6 separate regions of the Mus musculus genome follow, and all the other regions are linked to region 1. A link is a contact called in public Hi-C, HiChIP or PLAC-seq and promoter capture Hi-C data. All regions are on one chromosome and are shown on one strand. Each heading gives the region's core, a stretch centred on a gene start, on an enhancer-like site or on the middle of the called end of the contact. The rest is flanking DNA. Distances are from core to core; before and after follow the strand shown.

What was found. Promoter capture Hi-C pulls out the DNA fragments that hold promoters and counts their contacts. Hi-C and Micro-C count contacts between places; a contact is called where the count stands out from the background. HiChIP or PLAC-seq counts read pairs in DNA pulled down with a chosen protein or histone mark.
Region 2: a contact with region 1 is called in an H3K4me3 HiChIP or PLAC-seq map of pro-B cells, with 8 times the contacts expected there. The contact joins the promoter of Stxbp4 here to the promoter of Trim25 in region 1. A contact is called at or near these places in 3 of 39 promoter capture datasets (the 3T3-L1 cell line, hippocampal neurons and pre-B cells) and 2 of 115 datasets of contacts at active chromatin or transcription factors (large pre-B cells and pro-B cells).
Region 3: a promoter capture Hi-C map of liver shows a contact between it and region 1, with 7 times the contacts expected there. The contact joins the promoter of Mmd here to the promoter of Trim25 in region 1. A contact is called at or near these places in 4 of 39 promoter capture datasets (the 3T3-L1 cell line, liver and pre-B cells) and 2 of 115 datasets of contacts at active chromatin or transcription factors (embryonic forebrain and large pre-B cells).
Region 4: a Hi-C map of B cells shows a contact between it and region 1, with 7 read pairs. The contact joins the enhancer-like site here to the promoter of Trim25 in region 1. A contact is called at or near these places in 3 of 39 promoter capture datasets (cranial neural crest, hippocampal neurons and pre-B cells) and 1 of 484 Hi-C or Micro-C datasets (B cells).
Region 5: a promoter capture Hi-C map of hippocampal neurons shows a contact between it and region 1, with 4 times the contacts expected there. The contact joins the enhancer-like site here to the promoter of Trim25 in region 1. A contact is called at or near these places in 2 of 39 promoter capture datasets (cranial neural crest and hippocampal neurons), 4 of 484 Hi-C or Micro-C datasets (cerebral cortex, cortical neurons and pro-B cells) and 1 of 115 datasets of contacts at active chromatin or transcription factors (stem cell-derived neural progenitor cells).
Region 6: a promoter capture Hi-C map of pre-B cells shows a contact between it and region 1. The contact joins the promoter of Dynll2 here to the promoter of Trim25 in region 1. A contact is called at or near these places in 5 of 39 promoter capture datasets (the 3T3-L1 cell line, cranial neural crest, liver and 1 more), 2 of 115 datasets of contacts at active chromatin or transcription factors (astrocytes and large pre-B cells) and 1 of 9 other capture datasets (embryonic stem cells).

Annotation. Positions count from the first base shown.
Region 1 is chr11:88,997,829-89,001,912 of GRCm38.p6, reverse strand. Trim25 (tripartite motif-containing 25) reads right to left here and starts at 2,510. Exons shown (of 9, transcript NM_009546.2): 1 at 1,831-2,510. The coding sequence starts at 2,424. It overlaps Gm11496 (a long non-coding RNA gene), which reads left to right and starts at 2,477. Exons shown (of 3, transcript XR_388949.3): 1 at 2,477-2,694.
Region 2 is chr11:90,635,852-90,639,907 of GRCm38.p6, reverse strand. It overlaps Stxbp4 (syntaxin binding protein 4), which reads left to right and starts at 1,800. Exons shown (of 18, transcript NM_011505.2): 1 at 1,800-1,875. Cox11 (cytochrome c oxidase assembly protein 11, copper chaperone) reads right to left here and starts at 1,724. Exons shown (of 4, transcript NM_199008.2): 1 at 1,356-1,724. The coding sequence starts at 1,718.
Region 3 is chr11:90,247,552-90,251,288 of GRCm38.p6, reverse strand. It overlaps Mmd (monocyte to macrophage differentiation-associated), which reads right to left and starts at 1,813. Exons shown (of 7, transcript NM_026178.2): 1 at 1,554-1,813. The coding sequence starts at 1,579.
Region 4 is chr11:87,966,057-87,969,914 of GRCm38.p6, reverse strand. No RefSeq gene overlaps it. Among named protein-coding and RNA genes, the nearest start is that of Dynll2, 20 kb to the left of the region's middle. RefSeq lists an enhancer at 3,310-3,858. Within about 2 kb of position 2,079, at least 83 of the 459 cell types and tissues checked have an H3K27ac peak or open chromatin away from gene starts, as enhancers often do. A contact at or near this core is called in B cells, where this site is marked.
Region 5 is chr11:90,167,900-90,171,776 of GRCm38.p6, reverse strand. No RefSeq gene overlaps it. Among named protein-coding and RNA genes, the nearest start is that of Gm11494, 26 kb to the right of the region's middle. Within about 2 kb of position 1,891, at least 41 of the 459 cell types and tissues checked have an H3K27ac peak or open chromatin away from gene starts, as enhancers often do. A contact at or near this core is called in hippocampal neurons, where this site is marked.
Region 6 is chr11:87,986,235-87,990,275 of GRCm38.p6, reverse strand. It overlaps Dynll2 (dynein light chain LC8-type 2), which reads left to right and starts at 2,743. Exons shown (of 3, transcript NM_026556.4): 1 at 2,743-3,033.

The DNA.
Region 1 (4,084 bases), core at 1,261-3,760:
CTGTAACTGGAGACCATCATGTTCCCCATTTTATTCTTCTGTAGCTGGAAGCTACTGCTGGGGGTCACAATTTAAACCAAGATCTTGGCACTGAATCTGGGAGGGACCTCTTAAGTGCCAAGCCTCCTGACACCGGATCCTGCCTCTGCGGCACTTCCCTGGTGGCTCTTGACCTACCCAGAGATCTGTAGGGTCTTGCCCCAAGCCAAACAGCTAGCTCTGGTGGTAGCAAAGACAAAAGCACCAAAGGCGGGGCAGACTTTCTCCCAGAACAGCTAGACTTGGAGGTATCCGTACCCCGTACCCACATGGGGTATACTGAAGAGAACTCTAAAGATGTTACCTGTAGATACAGGTGCCAAGAATCAGAGGGAAGACATTCTAAGGGACCTGACTAAGACCCAGACAGGCAGGCAAGGCCAGGGAAGGGCTGTGGCAGGAGGAGGGAGCGGAGCTGAGATCTTGGCACCACACAGCAAGGCTTGCCAACCTCACCCAGGTTTCCAATTCCTTCCACAATGTTGGGACAGGCCTCAAGTTCTCAGACGTTTGAGAGAGAAAGGAGATCAGATCACACTTTGACAAATGTACCGAAGAGAGGCAACAACTGCTTTGAGTCTGTAATGGGGGGGGGACCTCTAAAGCCACTAAAATCATTGCAACCCCACAAGGCCATTAGGAACCCTGACTCCCTGACACACGCTTCCAGTCTTTAGCAAGGCGGACCCAGGTCCAGAGGCCCAATTCCTGCTCAATTTCTTTTTTCTTTTCTTTCTTTCTTTTTTTTTTTTTTTTGGTTTTTCGAGACAGGGTTTCTCTATATAGCTTCAGCTGTCCTGGAACTCACTCTGTAGACCAGGCTAGCCTCGAACTCAGAAATCCACCTGCCTCTGCCTCCCGAGTGCTGGGATCAAAGGCATGCGCCACCACGCCAGGCCCTGCTCAATTTTCACACAGCAAGATGGACTACACCAACTGAGCGCGTGCGTTTAGTCTCAGCACTTGGGAGGCAGAGGCAGGCAGGTCTCCATGAGTTCAAAGCCAGCCTGGTCAATATAGCAAGCTCCAGAACAGCTAAGACTACATAGTGAGACAGTCTTAAAAACAACCAAAAAAGGGCTATACCACAGTGCCAAAGTCACAAGCAGGGATTTCTGAGGCTCTGTGTTCACACTCACTATCCATTCACACCCTCCTCAACAGAGGCTTCTGTTACCCTTAACCTCAAGCTTCCAAGACTGCTCCATGCTCTGGACTCAACAGATCTGTGGTCTACAGGGAAAAAGGAAACCAGAAGCTGTGACTCAAAGCAGCCTGGTTCCTGCTAAGCTAATTTCTCTGGGCCTGTTTTCCTGAACTAAACAGACACAGCCCTGAGCTGTGGAATGAACTAAACAGACACAGCCCTTTCGTGCTGCCAGGATCTGAAGGGGTTGGAGAGGTAACCCCCAGGGTTCCTGGTTAATATTCAAAACTACTGAACTCCACTGGACAAACACAGACTTGGGGCAGGCACTCTTACCTGTGCCTTCCGTTGTGCTCTATGTAAAATAGAACTAAGAGGGCTGGAGAAGGCAGGCGATAATGGATGAGCGGGAGGCTATATAAAATCTACTTGTTTGGTCTGTGGGGATGGCTTCCTACTGCCCAACTCCCAGACTGCGGCCCACGGAGCCTAAGGCCATGAGGTCTGTGAAGGAATGGGATCTCTGGCCCAGCAAAGCCTATCTCCTCTAGCAACCCACTGTACTACAGGGATACCCAGGATGGCCTCTCCACAATTCAGCTGATCCAAGCTGTCCTCTATACCCTCAACCAGCCACTCCCTACCTCCAGGTCGGCGCTGGCTTGACTTAGGGTCGTAGGGGAGCAGGTCTTGTGCTCTACCAAGCAGATATGGCAGATGCACTCGCCATGCTCGGGACAAAACAATTCCCGAAGGCGGTTGTGCTGGGTACATTTGCGGCGCAGAAGGTCACGAATGGGCGACTGTAGGGGGTGATCCTGGAAGGCCGGACTGTCGAAGTGAGGCCTCAAGTGCTCCTGGCAGAAAGAGGCCATGCACACGAGGCACGTCTTCACTGCGATCTCCGTCAGGCAGTGGTCGCAGGCCACCTGGGTGGCTGCGCTGGAGGCGGAGAAGCGGGCAGGAGGCGTCCAGTCGTCCACCGGGGTCCGCGCCTGCTCGGCCTGCAGGAACTGCTCCACCACCGCGCACATTACCGTGTTCTTTTGCAGCTGCGGGCGCACCTGGTACACTTTGCGACATTGCGGGCATCGGTACGGCGGGCCCTGGACGACCCACGTCTCATCCAGGCATGACATGCAGAAATTGTGGCCGCACGGAGTGGTGACAGGTTCCTTGAAGAGCTCCAGGCAGACGGAGCAGGACAGCTCCTCGGCCAGAGGATTCAGCTCCGCCATCGCGCTCGTGGGCTCACCCGACGTGACGCGCAGGGACAGCTGCGCACCCTACCGCGCGGTACTTAAGAAGCAGCGAGGAAGGAATCGAAACTGAACAGGAGGGGCGGCGCCCTGGGGCTTCAGGAAGTCACGTGGGTCCCTGGGGGCCGGACAGTGGGCGGGAGGCTTCCCTCCTGGTGCTGGAAGCCAAAGGTGATTATGGGACCTGGGGAACTCTGATGCTCTCCACACCCCGCGGACCCGAGCGACGCACGACCCAAGGGCTACCAGGTGCAGTTTCAGAGGCACTCTGCAGATGAATTGTCGCAGGGGCTGGAATATTCCCACCCTCCTGGTCGGGGCCTACGTCCTAGCACAGTGCAGCAGAGCTTTGGAGAACATTCATCTGTGTCCCCGAGGTGTCACCAATCATCCCTCCAGAACAGGACCGGTCTTATTAAAACTCAAAGCCAAACAGAACAAAATACTGTTGACCCAGAGCTTGGTGGCTCGTGCCCGTAATTTAGTCACTTAGGAGGCTGAGGCAACAGGATTGCCGTGAGTTCGATGTCAGACCGGGCTAGAGAGTTAGTGGCCGTCTCAACATCTAAAAATAGGGTTGGGGAGATGGCTGTACAACAGAATATGAGACCTAAACACAATTACTAAAACCCTGGTTAAGACTGCACAAAATTGACACCCCCCTCCCCCAATAACATACACATAATAATTTAAGGAAAAGAAAAGAAACAAAACACAATTCTATGGACTGTGGCTGTCTTCCCCTTCCCTTCCCGCTCCGTTCCCCCTCCCTTCCCCTTCCCTTCCCCCTCCCTTCCCCTTCCCTTCCCCCTCCCTTCCCCTTCCCTCCAGCTGTGCTGCCTTTGTATGCAGCTCCCTCTTCTTTCCTGATGGTGGGCTCTGACAAATCTCCTCCCAAGCCCTAAAGGCAGGACCCTATGGTCATCCATTCAGATCTGGTGTTCCTTTTATGGTAGATGATCTTTAAAACAACAACAACAAAACCTAATATTACAAAAGTTGGGTGTCACAACTTTTGCCCCAAGTCAGCTCCAGCCACCGGTCCTTAAGCCAATTAAATGAGCCTACTTAAAAGAGGAAAACAGAAAAAAGAGACCCAGCAAACCCCTCAAGTCCACCTTCCCCGTTCTGAAGTGAGAACAGAGTTAAAACAGAAGGCAAAAATATTTGTATCTAAGTGCCAGTCCAGACCTGGTCCAGCCTACCAGTGGCCCATCATTGTCTGGGATTCAATCTCATTTGGTAAGCTGTTCTGTCCCACAAGCTGTACTAACTGTGAAATCTTTTCCCAGGAGACAAATTCTCCCTCTGGTCTCTCCCAGCATGAGATTCCAAGGAAACTCCCATTTCTCTGGGGTTCACTGTTTCAATAATGTAACAGATTGAGACACAAGTGTCTCTTAAGAATTTCTTCATCTAAGCCAGATTGGTTATAATACTTTTAAATTGGGTGAGGTGGGACACACCTATTATCCCAGAACTCTCTCTGGGGAGACTGAAGCAGGAGGAACTCAAATTCAAGGCCAGCCTGGGCTACATAGAACCCACCCTACCCTCACTTAAGTAATAAGGGTCTGGGAATATAGCTTGGTGGTAAAGTCCTTTGCCTAGCAATTTTCAATACTGAAAAAAAAAAAAA
Region 2 (4,056 bases), core at 551-3,050, 1.6 Mb before region 1:
AATGTTTTCCTGCCTCTTAGCTGTAATTCTCTGCATACACACCTATTTACCCTTCATCACAGTTAATGAGGCCCTGACTTTCTTCCTCTTGTCTGGCTACCCTGCCCGCCAACTACCCTAAAGTAGCAAAAGAGTAATTTGTGTCTGACGTTTCCCCATCACCATTATTTCCTCATTAGAGGTAGAGGTGGTGTTACTTCCAAGGTGTACACACTGCTGCCTGAGGTTATCACAATTCTCACTGCCAGATAATTCACCTTTCTTACACCAGAAAAACAAAAAGCCGAATGAGGCTAAAGGAAGATGCAAAAAAAAAAAAAAAAAAAAAAAAACCCTACCATATTAATATTTTATTATCTTTCTTTCACTTGTTACACACGTTACTTAGCTTTTTCAATTTCTCTCAATATTGTCAAATTAAACTTTAATCCTAAAAGAGAAATCATAAATTTGACCTTAGTTAACAGGTAAGGATATGATTCTGTTTCAGAGACTCAGTTTTAAGATGAACTATTTTTTTTTTCATAAAGGATTTAAATCCGCTGAAGAAAAAGCAAGTTAAGTGTTCCGTCTTTCAATAACAAAACAATTCCTTATATATTCTAGGGACATGTTATTGAAGTTTCTCAAGTTTGGTGTTTAAACTAAAAGGTAGAAAACAGAAAAATAATGTCCTGGGCTCAAGCCTATATTACTGAGTCTGTCACAGTTTTCCTGGGTTACATTTTAATTTGCTCATGAAGAGGGACCATTCTATGGCTTCCCTTATTTATTTATTTCCTTCTCTAAAACTCGTTGATTCCACAAGTAACAGGGCATTCTTTTGGAAATATCGGTGCTTAACGTGGAACTTGATTTTAGGGTTTTTTTCCTTTTTTTTTTTTTTTAAACCTCAGGCTAACCCAGCCTAGCCTGATGATGCTAAACTAGCCTAGGCTGATGATGCTAACCTAGAATGAGGAAAGCTTGAACACAGGAGTGTCAATTCCATTTCTGTGGGTCTCGGCACCACTGTATACTATTAGCATTTTAGGTTGGACAACTATCTGGGGCAGGGGAGGTGTCCTGTGAACCTCCAGGTATGCGACAGCCGCTCTAACTCACCAAGTGTCAGCGGTACCTTCTCCCCGCGCTTCACAGAATGGCTGTGCTGATAGCCCTTTGAAGGGTGGCACCAGCTCCATCATTACCGGAACCGGCTTCCACTTGCAAGGTTTTTTAGTGACCTTGGGCACGTCCTTCCCGGTCTGGATCCGAGGCGACGCCCCCCTCCCCCCTCCGGCGGGTGACCTCGGCCTCCCCGGCAGGGGGATGGCTCAGGTGGGATCCGTGCCGCGCTTCGTCCCCTCCCTTACCTGGCAGTAGAGCCGATAGAGGGGCACCGCGGCGTAGGAGGCCCCCAGCATGCCCACGGCGGCCGCGGCCACGTAGGTGAGCACCGTCTTGTTCCGCCGCCGCCACTCGTCCTCCTGCGCGCGCTGGAAAGGGTTGCTGCTCCTCGGCCGCCGTGGCGGCTGCGTCGCGGGCCCCCGGACCCCGCACGGGCGCTTCCATGTCCCGAGGCGTCTCAGACCCCGCTCCGCGCCTCCGAGCCCATCCCACCCGGGCCTAAGCACCAGCTCTGCGTTCACCACAGTCCGCCCTGACCACCCGGGCTGCCTCCAGCCCCGGCCACACGAAGCCACCAACCTCCATCCCGGACACCAGAGCCCTCCCATAACCCCCCGGAAAGAATGCCCGCCTGGCGGGGCCGCTGGCGAGATCTCGCGAGACCTCGCGAGTCTCGCGGTACCCGGCTTGAGCCTCCGCTGCTGCCTTGACTACCAGATTCCACAGTTAGCAGTGGCGCTACGGAGGCCGGGTGGCCCGAAGAGGGTAAGTTCGCGTTTTCTTGCTAAGTGACTGTGCCTCGCACTTTTGTTTCCTTGGGATGCTTCTTTAGTTTACTTTGCAGAAAATGCATTTGGGCCTTCGGCGTGCAAGCTCCTCACTGGGGCTTGTATCCCCATCTCCCCAAACTTCGCCAGCCTTTGTCTCGACCTAGCGGCCCCCAGCGGCAGCTCTGCCGCGGGGCTCTCACTTGGGGTTCGCTCAGCCCCGTTGCTTTCCGCCGCTGACTGAGCGCAGGCAAACCAACGTCCCTCTTTCTGGAACACTTAGTATGAGAACCGCCTTTCTCTCCAACACCCCGACCTGTGCATCTTCTCAGCCCCATGGGCAGATGTCTCCCACTGCGCTCATCACCCCTCTGCTGTTTACCCAGCAAAACCATTAGGTCAGACAGCCGCCGAAAAAACCAAGTTTGTTCAGAATAGAGGGACCAGGACAGGAGGGCCTTTAAAGGAGGGACTGAAGGAATAAAGACGTGCATCTTGCAGGCACAGACCCCTGGGAAATACGCTAAAGCTTTCTTCAGTTCTCTAAATGTTCCACAAACAAGGACCAATAAATATTAAATAGCACTGAGAGCAGATTCGGAGGTTAAGCATCAATGAATTTACACAAGTCTTGTCCTTGCATAAGTTTAATTTTAATATGACTTCTCCGTAACCTGATGGCCCTATTTCGTGAATGGAAATCACAGTAATTCAAGGAGGGTAAGAATATAATATGATTTTTGCCATTGCTTGAAGCATAGTAAGAATTTTATAAAAGTTAGGTCATTTCTTTTTCAAAATAATGGTTTGGTTTTATTAATTCTTTGAGGGTATTTTACTCTGTATTTGGGTCATATTCATCCCCTACTCCAGGCTCCTCCCAAAACTACCCCCCCCCCCACATTATTATTATCCAGAGTCCAGGCTGAAGGCGAACTAACTCATTGATGTGTTAGTCTGTGAGTGTGATCGGTGTGATCAATTGCACCATTAAAGAAAACTGACTTTCCTTCTTCCAGAAGCTGTAAGAAGCCAATAGCTCTCTCGTGCCCACCTTTCCACCTCCATAAGCTAGAGCTTATTTCTGATGGCCTCTGTGGGTCTAACTATCCCCACATTGTGGATTGGAACCGAAAACTGGAAGAGCTATCAGTCAATCAGCACGTATTCCTTGACTCTCACTGAGCCATACACCTTTTTAGTTTGCTGGGGACATTCCAAACTAAGTCAGGCACAATCACTTTTGTTATTGACTGCAGCCTCTACTGAAGGACTCAGAAAATAAATGTAAAATAAAGGAATTTCAACTAACAGTGTCTGCTATGAAACTAGCTGATGATGGCATGAAGTCATTGAGAGTGACAATGAGGAGGGTAAAAGAAGGTCTAAAGAGGTAAAAGAAGGTCTTCCTGGGGGTGACATTTGAGCCTACTCCCAAACTGTGAAAGAGCTACCCACGAGACAAAAATCTCACATCGTACACAAGTCCAGAGACAGAAATAAGTTGGATAGGATTGAATATCAACAAAGACAAACAACAACAAAAAAAACCAGGGTCCGTGTGGAGCGTGCAGAGCGAGCAGAGTTAACAGTGAAAGGAAATGGGGTCACAGCAGGTACAGACACCTGATACTACAGAGCTATTTCAGCCATGGCTAAGGGACAAAATGGGAGTGATCGGATATGATTTGATTCACACTGCAGGAAGAACATGATGTAAGTCACACGGTGAGAATGAGCAGGGCAAGGGGAAGCAGAAGTGAGGGGCATCTGCATGTTAGTGACAGTGGAGATGATGGCCTTGAAGAAGTAACTGAATAGTGGCCACAGCGCTGAGGGCTGTAGGCATCGTCTAGGACATCACTCTAGTAGGTGGTCACTGAAGTTACAGACTTCTCTTCTCCCATCTTGGTATGACAGTGTTTGGTCACCCTTTCCCTCTACATGTACTTTCATTCTGATACCAGATTGTCAACATTTTGCTCTCATTTTACTTTTCTTACTGCATAGACTCAAATTCCATATGAGGGGGCTGGAGAGGTGGCTCAGACCTTAAGAGCGTTTGCTGTTCTTGCAGAGGACCTGGCTTCTGTTTCCTGCACTCACCTAGGGACACAGAACTGTCTCTGACTTCAGTTCCTGGCTTCTTCTAGCTTCTTCAGGCACTGCACATACATGG
Region 3 (3,737 bases), core at 564-3,063, 1.3 Mb before region 1:
AGTGAATTCTGTCCATTAAAAAAGATTGCTCAATCAGCTGAGGTGGTTTTTATTTTTTCATTTTAGAGCTCTCTGAATGTTGGTACAATAAGCAAAAACAGACATTTTCCTTCTTTTTATAGAATTCAAAAGGATAGACTAGAAACCCAAACTCTTCGTCAAATAGGGAAGGGGTAATTTTGCAGAATATAGCTACTGGTCTCTGAAAGCAGGAAGCCCACAAAGACATGCAAAGGAAAGAATCAGACAAACAACCCACACGCACAGGACATGAGGTTCACACACGTTACAGAGTCTCTTAAATCCACTGTGGTTCTAAACGAGAAAGACCAAGGTTCCTTTCTGCCTTTGACATAGAGACGTAGTTCTCCTCCAACGATAGTGCCAGACTTCCAGCCACCAAGTAATAAGCAATATTCAGAAAGCAATCCAAATCTTCAAGCCGATCTCCCCCAATACTGAGCGCAAAGACCACCCTCATCCTGTGCATGTTGTGTTGGCTCTTTTACCCTTTGAGACTGGAAGAAATGAGATAAGCATTAATGAGTGAACAGGGGAAAGAAGGGAAAGGAAAACTAAATGGTGTGTTTACATTTTAAAATAAAAAGAAAGACCACTTCAAACTCAATAGCCTGCTCGGAAGATTTTAAGCATTTCTGCTTTTGAATTCTCTGGTACATCACACTAGGCTACCCTGTTGGTGGTGAAGGGCTGGGAATGGGTATGGCTGCCAGGCTCAGACAAAGGGATGGAGTTACCAGAAACCCCATGGGTGAACTTTCACCCACTTAGAAACATTAAAGCCCAGAGCTTTCTTTGGGAACAATAGGTCGGCAGCCTTCATCATTCCTTCCACGCAGGTAATCCACCCGGGAGAGAAGGGCCACACTATGTCCCTCAAGTCGGGCTACCCTACCACCTCTTTAGTGTAGAGCAGACAACCCGCCTTCCGGTGGCGCCTCCTCCGTTCTTTCTCCCTATTTCCTAAAACCAGGTTTCTCAAAGGCATGTCTCTCCACCTGAATGCTAACTTGCCCCTGCCAAAAAAAAATCCCCCAAATAGCACACCATTAGGTTCTTAGCCCGAGACACACAACCCCTCCGGACACCATCAGGAAAGCTGGACCTAGAGAAGCGTGCCTCAGTTTCCCTGTCTCTAGGGCCAACCACCGACAAAACACCTCAAAAAGCTCAGGCCAGACCTCCTACCCGCTGTAAGACAAACATCGCCACAGGGTGCTGCAGCAGCCTTAAGAGACCTCACGTTGGGGTTTGTATAAGGGTGGAGGCCCTGAGTGGAGTCGTGGGGAGGGGGCTCTGAGGCTGGAGTAGTCTGCTAGAAGCTAGCAGCAGCGGTGTCTGGATGGGGATCTCAAGGGCCAAGCTAGGTTTGCAAGCGGATGGAGGAGGCAAAGCAGATGCGGGGTCCCGGGGCACAGATCCCAAGCTGCCTGGAGGAAGGGGATCGCAGAACTGCGAGTCTTCCCGGGAGCCGGTCCTCGTCAGGGCTCGGGATCCCCCGGGACGGAGCACGTTCCCCGCAGAACTCTCACCGCTGGAATCGATTCCTGAACCGCATTGATCCACCGCTCCACCGCGGGGGCCGGGAGCTCCGTCTCTTTTGCACCGGCGGCAGGGCGCGCCGGCCTCATGGGCTTGAGCTGCTCCGAGGCCGCTGGCGTGCCAGGCGGGAGCCACGCAACTGGGCAGGGCCGGAGTGGGCCACACCGGGGGTCGGTCAGCACAGGGCCCGGGCCAGAGCAGGCGCCTGGGGGCGGGAGGGAGGCCGCTTAAACGGCCCCGGCGCCTCCCGCCTCCCGCCTCCCTGGCTCCTCCGCCCCCGGGTGCCTGGGCCCCGCCCCGGAGCCCGGCTCCGCCCCTGCCCGCTGCTCTCGCTGCGTGCGCCCGCAGCCACCTGCGCGTCACCGCGCCCAGTGGCCAATCAGTGTCCGGAGCGGCGCAGGGCTCCGCTGCCATTCATTTCCCTTGAAGCTCGGTAGGTGGGGCGGAACCTCAGAGCCGAGGGGTGTGGCTAGCCGAAAGGGGAGGAGCGCTGGGAGGGCGGTGCTCTGCATTAAAGCTTTGAGCGTGTGAGCTGCAACAGAGAGGAAGGAACAACGGTGTGTAGGAGATGGCCCACAATCTTAGAAGCAGCTGTGCCGGAAGTGGCAGCGAGCAAGAATCTATCTCTGCCTTCTAATCTTGGCCCCATATCGTTTATCCAGCCTTCATTCATTTCTGCGTCCTTCCTTTCATTTATTTCTTCACCTTTTACGCTGTGTAAAGACGGATTAGTAACACGGCTGTCCTATAAAGAAGAGATTGGAATTTCTCCAGGGGGATTCTTCTGGAGAGATCTTTTTACGTCCTCCATTTTATTTTCTATTTTTTAACCCAAGAAATTTCCAAGGAAAGAGTAGACTTGAATCGGCCCCTTTTGCTAAACCTCTGTAAAGCTAAAAGGACTTGCCAGAAGAGCAGATCCTAGGGAGAGAAGAGATAAGAGGTAGTGAATACACTCAGAAGAATACTGGAAAAAAGGAATTGACATGTGCAGGACCTGTCAGCATCACTCCTGAAATCCAGGTGTGCTCCCATCCAGGAAACCTGCCCACACACATCCCCCACTCCTCAAACTTCACCTTCTTGAGGGACTTAGGGCCAGCTTCGAAGCAGTATTTACTCTTTTTGAAACGAATGAAAGATGGGGGGATGCCGGGGAATGGTTTCACCCACCATTCTAGTGTCCTTCTCTTTAAGTGCCCCGGGGTGCTTTCCACAACAATTGCTTTGATCTTGGAAGGAATCCTTAGGTTCAAAATTATGTTACTCATTTCACAGGTATGGAGGCCAAGGCTTTGAAAGGTGGCACTGTTTACAATAGCCAAGTTATTATATTAGTGTAGGTGCCTACCAAAGGATGTAGAAAGAAAATGTGGTGTGTGTGTCTAGAGACAGCATGGAAAATTAGTCAGCCAGAAGGAAAAAAATGAAGACTCGGGAGTGATCTTTCCATTCCAAAGCTGCACACTTGGTTTAAAAGGACAATCGGCTCCAATAGAGGAGGACTGGATTGTTCTTCAGTGTGTGTGTGTGGGGGGGGGGGGGGTTACGAGTAACTACATTTCTGGGAACAGAGAAATGGATGGAACTAGATATCATCATATGAAATGAAATAAATAAACCAGGCTCAGAAATACAAATGTTAAATGTTTTCTCTCATATGTTAAATGTAGAGAAGTGGGGGTTGGGGAGTCATCAATGTAAAAGAGGATCAGGGAGTGAAAAAGAAACTTGCCCGATGCAAAACAGATTCCTACATAGCTTCCTCTAACACGAAGCACCAGATACCATCAGGTCAGTATGCCAACGGCCTCTCCCTAAGTTTTAAAACAGCACAATTCTTAAAACACACACCTGACTCCTTTTGCACTCACAGTAAAGCCTGACAACTAGCATAGCTTGAAAATCTACCAATTGACTACATGGCACTCCCCTTATAAACGATCAAGGGGCAGTAACAAAGGTACTAACTAAAAGATAACTGAAAATTAGCCACATGAAATGACAACCTAAGGGATAGGAACTGTAATCACAACAAATGTCCCACTTCCTTGGGGGCGGGGGGGACGACGCAGGGGAGGCTATTGTGTGAGAGGACCTAAGAAGTCTCTGTACTTTCCTTTTGGTCTTGCTCTGAACCTCAAGCTGTTAAGATGATTTGCTTTTTCTCTTTA
Region 4 (3,858 bases), core at 830-3,329, 1.0 Mb after region 1:
CAAGGCTTGGGGCTGGGGGAGAAGACAAGAAGGAGGAGGAGGAGGAGGAGGAGGAGGAGGAGGAGGAGGAGGAGGAGGAAGAGGAGGAGGAAGAAGAAGGTAGTGCAGGAGAAAGAAGAGCCAAGGATTAGCTGAGTCATAAACCCTGGCCCTGAGGGCTGGCCAAGTGGAGTTAAGAGCAGCCCAGATGAAACATGGTAAGCAGTAATAATTCAGGTTATAGATAGGAAAGTAGATTCTAATAGCATAGAAGGTAGGCAACTGTCCATCTCTTGTGCTGTTTAAGGCTTATTGTAAATATAAAGGCAGTGTGTGTCTGTTTCTTTTATCTGGGAACTAATGGGTTAAATGCAGGGTAGAAACTCCGGGTTGGGATTAAATAATTTCTTTCTCTCTTTCTTTTCTTTTCTTTTTTTTTTTTTTTTGTTTTTTGTTTTTTGTTTTTTTGAGACAGGGTTTCTCTGTATAGCCCTGGCTGTCCTGGGACTACTCTGTAGACCAGGCTGGCCTCAAACTCAGAAATCCACCTGCCTCTGCCTCCCAAGTGCTGGGATTAAAGGCATGCGCCACCACTGCCCGGCAATAAGTTCTGCAACAAAGGTCTTTCACCGTTTCTACCATATGTGTAAAAGCAGCACACATTCAGTGAAAAACCCTCATTCCTTAAGCCACATTTATCTCCCTTAAAGTGCCCTCATGGTTATATAGATGCATACTAGTTACTATTTATGCAACTGGTTATGAACACTGGACGTGCCAACACTTCCTAGTACCTGTGTACCTGAGGGCAAGGCTGTTATCTCCTAAAAGCTGAGATTAGGGGCACGCCCATCACACCTGGTCGTGCCTGGCTGGGTGTTGCCTCTGGGCTGTTTAAAGTTTGGATCAGGAGCTCAACCGTTCTGGCTGTTCTTCTAGAGGTCCTGAGTTCATTCCCAGCAACCTCTTGGTGGCTCATGACCTTCTGAAACGGGATCTGATGCCCTCTTCTGGCAGGTAGACAGAGCACACCTACATTTAAACAAAGAAAGGTTCAAAGTTTGAGTCAGGCCCCTATGGACAATCTTGGGTTTCTCACCTGTAAAGTGGAGATGGAAACCATTGCGTTGTGGAGTGACACGCAGGAGAAACTTTCACTCATTTTAGCAAATGTCCCGAGAGCACCTGCCCTGGGCCAGATTCGGTTTCCTGCTACTTCTTTTAAGACCCGGTTTCTAAGTAGGAATTGTAACGTTTGGACAGAACCCTAGACATTTGGGTTAACGTTTAGGTTTCCATCTGCAGTTGTGTGGGAGTTTGAATGAAAATGGCCCCAGAGGCTCCTAGGGACTCGTACTATTGAGAGGTGTGGCCTTGGTGGAGTAGGCGTGGCCTCCCTGGAGGAGGTGTGTTACTTGGGGGCGGGGGGGGGGCGGGGGAGGCGGGGGGGGGCGGGGGGGCTTTGAGATGTCAGAAGCTCCATCCAGTCTTAGTGGCTCACCATCTCTTCCCGTTGCCTACGGATCCAGATGTAGACCTCTCACCTCCTCCTCCTCCTCCTCCTCCTCGTCCTCCTCCTCCTCCTCCTCCTCCTCGTCCTCCTCCTCCTCCTCCTCCTCCTCCTCCTCCTCCTCCTCCTCCTCCTCCTCCTCCTCCTCCTCCTCCTCCTCCTCCTCCAGCACCGTGTCTGTCCGCATGCTGCCTGTCATGATGATAATGGACTAAACTTCCGAATTGGAACTGGAGTTACAGGTGGTCGTGAATTGCCTTATGTGAATGCTGAGAACTGAACTCTCATCCTCCGCCAGCCTTGACCACTGAGCCATCCCTCCAGCTCCTGAAAAAAAAAATGTTTTGGTCTCTGTGTGCCTTGTGGAAAGTAGCTTAGGCTTTTGGAAGGAAAGTTTTTACAGCAGCTAGCACTTTCTGACGTTTCTACCCGGAGAAGTTCTAGTTTCATATTTCGTAATGACTCCAATGTAAGGTTCTCGAAAACGAGGTCACATCCTCCGTTGTGTTTCGCTTTACCTAGCAAGCACCATTGTCCTGGGTATGCAAACCCTCAAACCCTCAAGCTTCAAAACGTGAATGTACTTGAATACCCGTGGAGAAGCAGCGCCATCTTCTGGTCTGAAGGAATACTGCAGCACAGAGCCGGAGAGGTTTGGTTGACCTGAGCCGCAGGTGGCAAGGCCATGCTGGAACCAGAACTCTTGTGTTAAAAACCACTCCCAGAGCCTGGAAAATTATGCTCTCCTGAACGCTCTGTTTTGGCTTTTAAACCACAGTCTTAAGCGGATGTGCAGCTAGGAAAAGCCATTTTGTCTAGGCTTTTGCAAGGGTGGAAATGTAACTTATTGAATGTGTTATTTGCTGAGCACTGCATCTGTATTTTTACTTTATGTGTGTGCATGTGGAGGTCAGAGGTTAACCTCTGGGGTTATCTTCAAGAAACGTCCACTGTGATTTTTTAAAAAGATGTACTTATTTTATTTATAGGAGTACACTGTAGTTGTCTTCAGATACACCAGAAGAGGTCATTGGATCCCATCACAGATGGTTGTGAGCCACCATGTGGTTTCTGGGAATTGAACTTAGGACCTCTGGAAGAGCAGTCAGTGCTCTTAACCACTGAGCCATCTCTACGGTCCGTCCACTGTGATTTTTGAGACAAGATCTTTCACTGGCCTGGAGCTCTCCTGACGAGGTTTGCCTGGTGCTGGGGTTACAAACCCAAGTCACCATGTCCCATTTTTTATTAACGTGGATCCTGAGGAGTGAACTCAGGTCCCCCCTTACTCACTTATCTGGTAACAGTCTGGTCCTTCCAGGCCTTGCTTTCATTAGGCAGGCTTGGAAGGATACTCACCCTCACTCTTATTTCTGGCTCTAGGCAGGAAATACGTGGCTATGGCTCTCTCGCCTTTCTCGGGCGTCAGATAGTTTTGTTACACACATGTACTGATCAATGTCCTGTTGAATACCAGAGCGGAGGCCCTGCACACCTCTGGGGCTTGCTCTCTACGTGGCACTCAGCTCTCCAGCAGTTGGCCACCTTGGTTGGTCCTCTGGCCTCTGTTTAACTCTCCAGAGCTCAGTAATCCTTGGCTTCCTTAGCTGCCCCTCATCCGCACCTAGGCAGGACGGTGGGACTCTCATTGTTTATTTTCCTGTCTCTCAGTTGTGGTCATCCGTTAGCCTTCCCCGCAGTGCCCAGATTCTTGCCTTGTTATTTTGATTGCTCGACAAGAAGATAAGGCTGTTGGCGACTCTTCATCTTGTGTGGAAGTCTGAACCTATCAACGGGATCTTACCGTATACCTTACACCAGCAGCTGTTCCCTCTGTTTCTGAGGTTGGCCTGAGGCGAGGGAGGTCTGCTGGGGAGGCACCAGTCTGCAGACTGCTGAGTTTGCTGGCTGTTGATTGGAGCGGCCTAGGTAACTGGGCCACGTGTCTCTCATCAGCTGGCGGACCAGCCTGGGCTTGCTTCTAGGAGCACGCACTCCTAAGAAGCCAGCTGTCATCGTTCTTCAAGGCTGTTCTAGAAACATTTTACTCTTTGCTAGTGCAAGCCACCACCTCAAGGGCAGGATGAGAAACAGACCAACGGTGGTGGGAGGAGCCTCTGTGATGGGAGGAGTCTCATAGTCATGCGGGACTGCACAGATGCCGGAAGGGGCGGGGATGTACAGCCAAGTTATCTTTTATAGACATTATCATTATTTTAATCCTTGCAGCAAACCAGGGTATAGATCTTGTCATTGATACTTTACAGACATTAAGAGCTCACAATGGGAGGCAGAGCCAGGTTTTGAACTAGGGTCTTCCTGCCTCTGCCCCGTCTCTAGCCGTTGTATCACATACTTGGTGTGCAGTG
Region 5 (3,877 bases), core at 642-3,141, 1.2 Mb before region 1:
CCTCATCACAACAGACTAAAGTCATCCTAGGAGGGGAATGAAAGAGCTACTGCCAGCAATGCTTTAAGCACAACGCAAAACCAACAGAGATTTAACCAACTCCTTCGATTTGGCAAAAGAAAAAGGCAAGTTAGCCCAAGGTCACGCCATCAGTTGACACCTTGTTGAGTGCATTATCTGTGTTAGTTCACATTATCTTTATGTTACTATAAGGTCTGTTATCATCCACTGTATGAGTGGAAGGGAATGTAGCTGTGGCATGTTGGCAGTTTGTTTGAAGCAACATGATTCATAATTGTTAGGGCTGTGGTTTTGAGGTGGCATGATAGACATCAATATAATAAGGATTATATATGAATAAAGGATTTGGCTAATGAAGAATACTGTGTGACTAGAAGCTTTGGTAGTCATGGGCAAGAATTTAATTGGCAGGATGTATTTTCTTAGGCACACAGCTACATCACAGTTCTTAGCATCCTCTGGAGCTGGGTGTGGCCCAGGATGCAGCCAAAGGATGTGATAGATGATGCCATTTTTGAGTTTATCTGTTCCTCTGACCTAGGATAGGCTCCATAGGAGGCTGGAGCCATTAGGTAGACAAAACATGGAATCCTGGTACCCATATGGAAGAAGAGTATTTTCTTGGTACTGCAATGTAAATGGAAAAAAAAATGATTGAAGGGGTCTGTTTGCTATTGCAATTTCGTTTACTAGGACATTGTACAGCAGTTAAGAGATCTGGAAGTCCGAGCAAGCCCACTCACCTAGTAGGGAAGCAAGTATTTGCTATGCAACATGAGAATCAGCTTCAAATATCTCCCAGCCATCAGTCAGCAGCCTCCATTTTGCATGTTTAGAGGACCGTGACAAGCGTTGGTTCCATCGTGACCCATGGTCTGTGCCACAGATATACTTTCAAGTCAAGTGATACAAACTGGATTAGCACTTCTTACACAAGGACATCAGGGGTCCTTGCTTCTGCCTGAAGTTTACAAATTCCTTCATCTAGGCATCGCAAGCTTTCTAAATGACCCACACCACAACCGATGTTTTATCTTTGAAAACAATGTGGAATTGGTGACTCCACAGAAGTGTGTGGCTAGCTTTTCTGGTGACTCAAACATAAAGTCTTCAAAACATATCTGGAGGATTTATATGATATTAAAATCTTTCAGATGATGAGCACACCCATATCTTTCTATTCAGAAGACAGATGGGAGAAAAATGCAGTTTGGGGCAGTTACTCCAGTGCTCCTGCTTCCCTCCTCCCCTCCCTCCCTCCCTCCCTCCCTCCCTCCCATGCTTTCTTTTCCTTTCTCCCCTGCTCTCTTATTCATGAATCCACTTTATTATCTGCAAATACTAAGGGCTGTATTTTATTATACATTTCTTGGCCTTCTAGCTGCACTATATTAAGCTCTGTGGACTCAGACTTGTGTGTTGTCCTATAAGCCCGTGTCCCTGGGCCCTGACTCTTTCCCTCTTTCTTATCCCAGGTCTTTCTTTTTCTCTTACTATCATTTAACACTTACTAGCTCCACACACACAGCGCTATTCTCCATGCAAACAGCCGCACTGTGCCATACTGGCCAGGAGAGGGCATCAGGAGACCACAAGCCAGGTAAACCTTAGCATTGTGGTCGGATTTTTCCTTCCCTTTGGGAGCAGGAAACCCGACGATAGACAATAACAGGTTCTGGATGGTAATGTATGTTCCTAGTTCCCCGATTCTTTATGCCAGCAATGACGTTTTGGGTAGCAATTGAAACAGTAAGTTGTCTTTTCTTGATATGACCTCCAGCCGATCGCAACCGGGTCCAATCTCCCCGCGCAGCTACTGTACTGGTCTTCCCTAGTGTTAGGCACTTGCTGGAATAAACTGTGCGGGGAATTTCCAAATCCTAAGAAACCGCCACACCACAAGCTCACTTCCGGACTCTTATCATCTGGCCTATCCTGAATACATCTAACCCATTTCAACGCAAGCTAGAAAAAGTATGAAAGCCCTTCAGTAAGATGTCCTCAAAAATCCCTCGCTGTACCCAAAACGCATCTTTCATATTTGTTCTTCAGGAGCTTTGCGGGTTTGAGTGGGCGTCAGGGTGCAACCTCTGCAGCCCGCTGCAGTCCTGCTGGGTACAGGCCAGTTATTTACCGTCTCCAAACAGGCCTTTTACTGTGAGAAAATCGTGAGAAGGAGGAAAAGGGGAAATCATTTGGGCCAATTATCTCTGGCCGCTGTGGAAAATCAGAGACTATAGCGGCCACAGCCAGAAACAATATTTTTCTCCTGGGGCAGATTCTCTGCTAGAGTCAGAGTCATCAACTCCTGCAAACATGGCCCGAGTAACCAAGCACTTTATAGTCAGCCAAGATACGGCAAGCCATAAATTTAGAAGCCCAGGACTGTCCAGGGAAGCAGGGACTTAGGTTTTTTAGTACATCTCACACTAATTGCATAAACAGAGGCTCAAAGGCTCCAGATCAGAAGCCTGTGGAATCTTGTTCTCTAGTCTAGGCCATTTTCTCCCTCATCTCCTACTGCCCACTGAAGGGATCTCTCTAGAGGGCTGCTATCTTTTTAAGATGATGCAAGGATACAACTGTAGATTTTTTTTTTAAGATTTATTTTATTTATATGAGCACATTGTAGCTGTTTTCAGACACACCAGAAGAGGGCATCAGATCTCTTTACAGATGGTTGTGAGCCACCGTGTGGTTGCTGGGAATTGAACTCAGGACCTTTGGAAGAGCAGTTGGTGCTCTTAACCACTAAGCCATCTCTCCAGCCACCCCCCTTCAAAAAAAACCCCAAAACAAACTGTAGATTTTAATCTGGATGTGTGTGTGTGTATGTGTTAGTGTACAAGAGGCAAATATGTTTTTTAGAAAGAAGGCTATGTGTGATCTTCTACCAAGAGAGGGCGCCCTCTGAGTGAGAATTTTGCTGTTTAGCCTTTTTTATTATTATTTATTATTTTTTTTTAATGTCAGGAAACAAAATAAGCCAACTTTAACTAGATCGCTGGGTTCTAACTATACAAACTCGGGTTTGGAAACCTTGGGTCTATCCTAAGAAAATATTTGGCCCAGTAGAGCTGGCAAAACTAGGCTATGCCCACTTGGCCCCAGAAAACTGGCTCCCTCCCTCCCGTGTCACCAGTTTCCCAGCTTGCTTCGGTTGTCCTTTCTTCCTCCTCTGAAAAGCTCCTGGCCACAGTTCTGAATCCTAAATGGTTCCCTTCGCGGTTCAGCTTCCTGGCCTCTGAATCTCAGAACCCTGCACAGCCCAGGACTAGAGCACACACAAACTGTTATTCTAGGGTGCCTTGCTGTCTGGACTGTGGAGGCCTCAGACAGTAATTACTCACTCTACCCTCATTCCCAGCCTCAGGTCAGGCCCAGCAGACCTGCGACAAGGGTTTGTCACACTGGCGTGTTCACAAATCAGTCCCATCGTTTGACCATTATGGAGGTGTTGTCACAAGTGGTTGAGATTATCCCAGAGAGTCTAAAATCTATAGCTCTGTTGATTTGAGTTTCTCTGCTGAGGTGCTGGGGCAGGGGAGGAGTGGGGGAGGCGATTACTTTGCATGCCAAGGACTGTATCTGAGTTTTGGACAAAGAATAGGACATGTAGGTGTGAATTCCTCTTCTGGCACAAATATCTTGGCTGAGCCACCCCGACTCTCCTATCGTCTTTATTTCCTCTCCTGTGTTGAGAAAACCTTCAGGAGAGGTTGCTCACGGGCGCTATTTAGTCTGAAGATAAAAAGAGGATGTGGGTTGAGGCATTATCAGCCTCTTCAGGCTTCTCCTGACTGCAGTACCAAGAAACGCCCATTGGAGGGCGAGAGTGAGCAGAGTACTGTTCCTT
Region 6 (4,041 bases), core at 1,494-3,993, 1.0 Mb after region 1:
ACAAGTTTCTTAAACTCTGCTCCTGGATATATTAATGTTTGGATTAAAAAAGGACCTTGGAGCTGGGCATAATGTTGAACACCTTTAAACCTAGCACTTGGGAGGCAGAGGCAGAGAGATCATATGAGTTTGAGGCCAGCCTGGTCTACATAGTGAGTTCCAGGACAGCCAGAGCTACATAGTGAGACTTTGTCTTTAAAAAAGGAGGGAGCTGGAGAGCTAAGAGCACTGGCTGCTCTTTTAGAGGAACTTGGTTCAATTCCCAGCACCCACATGGTATCTTCAACCATATCTAACTCCACTTCCAGGAATCCGACATCCATGGGGACCAAGGCAAAACATACACGAAATAATAAAGAGACAACATAGGAAAAATATATTTTAAAAAGGACTACAGTTAGTAAGTTTAGGAAATGCTGTTATGATTTAGGCAGAGAGCCAAGTCCCTCTATACTTTTATGTTACTGTTAGGTAACACCGAAGTCTAACGGCTAAGGTGGTAAGCACTTGGAACAAGCTGGGTTTGAATGTTGCAGATGACAAAGCTGGGTGACTTTAGGCAAGCCCCTGAACTACACTAACAACTACTCATCCAGAGGGGGACAGTAATACATTCACTTCAAAACAGTTTAGTGTGGTGGAATAGAATGCATTACACTGGAAGCAGTTAGTACCTGGTACAGAGTAAGGGCTTCATAAAGGTTAACTGTTATCTAGACATGAGCCATAGTGTTTGGGGTTCAAACTCAGGGCCTGGAGCATGCTGGGCAAGCATGCACTCTTCCATCGAGTTACAGCCCCAGTCTCAAACTTACACACACACACACACACACACACACACCACTCTAATACCCAAATTTCTGAAGAGCCTTAAGTCTTAGTCTATCTTTTGTTATCTGAGAGTTTTATCTCCTAATTCTTATCCCATTATATTCCACACTGGGAATATTCTATCTCTCATCTACTCTGGGCAAGAGGAGTAGGGAGAACACAGTAGGGACATAAAAATTCATAGTCACTGTTGTGTGCCCTTGAAAAAGATCATTTGAGTGTTGGCTTGTATCAAGACACATCAGGAAGGAAGCAAGTAGAGTGTGTGCTTCCACTTGTTCCCTCCGTTAGATGTCCTTGGGCAATGGACATCTTGTATACAATCTTATATCGTAGTTGTGACCTTCAGATCTTAGAAGCTAATGAAGGCTGGGGAAAGAGGATATTAGCTCTTTCTCCAAGAACTTCCTAAGAGTTTTCTCCACAAGAACTCTACAATCTGTCCTCTCACCCCTCCCCACATGTGCCCCACCCCTCATTCATTAACACAGGCTGACATCAGAATACCCCCTGGATGAAGGGATACCCCAGGCCTAGCTTGGCTGAGTCCCTTACTGGAAAAAGACAGAGCTATGGAATGGAGAAGCCTGAGGGGACAGTTTTCCAAGTTGTCCTGGACACATAATGAACACTAAATTATGATACTCCCAAACAGGGCAGGCTAAGGCCAGGACTAGTCTGACTTCTCATGGTTTAGGTGAGGGGAGAGAAAGAGGTGAACACAGGAGCTATGCTAGGCAATTTCCTAACGTCCACCGAGGCCAGAATATTTGACCTCCCACTGAAGATTTTAGATAGCCCCTTTGTGAATGAAAGCTTAGGAAGAAAAATCCCGATGTTTTTTCTGTAACACCACACACACACACACACACACACACACACACACACACACACACACACACACACACACACCAATGTTTGCTTCCTGAACTTTAAAGGCTGCCATCCATGTGTGGTCTAAAGGAGCTGACCTGGCAAGGGGTCTGAATCTGTGTTTGTCTACACTTTGTTTTTTGTCTTGTTGAGACAGGGTTTCTCTGTGTAGCCCTGGCTGTCCTGGAACTCACTCTGTAGACCGGGCTGCTGTCTCAGAGATCTGCCTGCCTCAGTCTTCCAAGTGCTGAGATTAAAGGAGTGTGACACCTCCCCCCAGTGTGTTGTCTATATTTGAGGGCTATGGGTGAAGTCGTTTTTTAAAAGATACCTCACAGCTCATACAGGAGTCCCCGAGAAATGGTTCGCACCTCTATCCCCCAAAGGCCATACCCGAACGGTAGAGGCTGTACCTCCGGTATTTTTGATGATAGTGTACTTAGGGTTCCAGCTATGGATAGGCAGAAAGGTCTCAAGATTCGTGAACAAAGGTTGAGTTAGAAGCAAAAGCGAATGTGAAAGCAGGGGCGCGGGGGGGGGGGGGTCTTGAGGACTGTTGCCTTTATTTCACCATGGGGCTTGACAGTTCTCTCAAGTGTCGCCAGCCTAGGGAAATGAATTTTCCTCTGTCCCTGGTGATTTCTAATACCCTATCCTGCCTCTTTCCAAAGTTGGGACCCTTCTCTCCTGAGTCTGAAATCTCCATCCCTCCATTCTTTTTTCCTTGGCACTGGACTCTCCACGCCTCTCTCCCTTTTCCTTTCTGGGCGGAATGTATTCCTCCCGAGTCAGGCCTCTCCGGGCCTGGGCAGACAGGGTATGCGTCCTCTTTTCTCCTCCTAAGGCCACGGCTCCCTCCCCCCACCTTCTCCAGCTCCCCTTCCCCACCCCCTCCTCCGCCCCGAGGCATTGTGGGACGAAACAAGATGTGGAGCGAGAGCGGCGCGGGGAGAAGCCCGCAGTGCGGGGCCGGGCGGGCGCAGCCAATGGGGAGCGCGGACGGCGGCGCGCGCGGCAGGGGGGCGGGGGCGGGGCTCTATTTCAGGGCCGCGCGTCGGCCGCGCTCAGCGGCGGAGCGGAGCGGACGGCGAGGTATCAGCCGAGACAGGCGGTCGGCCGGGTGGCACGAGGCGGAGCGCGGGCGTCCGGGGAAGCTCGGAGGGCGACCAGCAGTGCGAGCGCTCGGCCCCGGGGCTGCGGGAGCAGGGGGATACCGCGGCGGCAGCGGCTGCTGCTGCAGGACGAGCCCAGGGGACACCGCCCCTGCTCGAGCTTTGCTTCAGCCCAGCGCTGCTCCCCAGGGGCCTGTGCGGACTCGCCTGCGTGACGGTGAGCTGGGGCCCCGGGGGGCAGCCCTCGCTCGACTCGGCCCAGGCTCTGGAGACCCTCGTGCCCTGGCTGGAGGCCCCGCAGCCCCGGGGAGGGGAGCCAGCCGTGGTGCACGGAGGCCTCTCCGGTCCGGGGAGCGCGGGCAGCCAGTGCGGGTTCGGGCTCGACGCGGCTCCTCCCGCCGCCACCCTTCGGGGCGTCCTTCCTGCAGCGAGGTCGCCGGGTCACTCCGGCGCCTCTCCAGGCCTGGCGGGGGAGGGCGGAGGACCGGCTTGCGGCCTGCGGATCCGGAGGGCGGCGGGGAGGTGGATGCTTTCTCATTTCCCAGGTGCTGCCCTTCGGGGGTCCCTGCCCGCTAGAGGAAAAGATGGTGGGGGCGGTGTTTTGGGACGAGGGGTTACGGTCCCTTTGGAAATCCGAAACGAGGCAATAACGTTTGTACGTGTTAAAGAATGGTGCAGGGCGGTCCGTGTCATTTGGAGGCTTAGCCCCCCCCCCCTTTTTTTTCTTTTTTTGTCGCAAGACCAGGGACAGAGGTTGAGAACTGTCCTGGAGTGCTCCTTTTGCGTTTTTCACAGGAGCTCCTGGCTCGTGACTCAGGAAGCTGGCTTGGGGCCCTTTGGCCATCCTTTTATCTGGAGGCCCAGCTCCGCCCCCTCCCCCCACCTCCCTAGGAAAGGATCGCTGGGCGTCTGGCTCCCTAGCCTTTTCTCACTGGTACCTTGGATAGGGGTTGCCAGGGCTGGGCCTCACCTTTCTGCGACGCCTGAGGGGCCAAGGGTGAAGAATCGTGGCATTGTAGTCACAAGACCAGCATTATGTAATCGTAGGCTCTCTCTGTTAGAGAGTAAGATAGCTTTTAATTACTGTGACAAAGTTGATCCTTCGGACTTTGGGGAGGAGGCGGTGAAGCAGGTGAGCTTTTTTGGCAAAATGGTGCCAGTTTCATACTTCGTTGTCTGTAGCCAGGCTCCACCCCCAACCTCTGGATTTGTAAACACTGCCCCC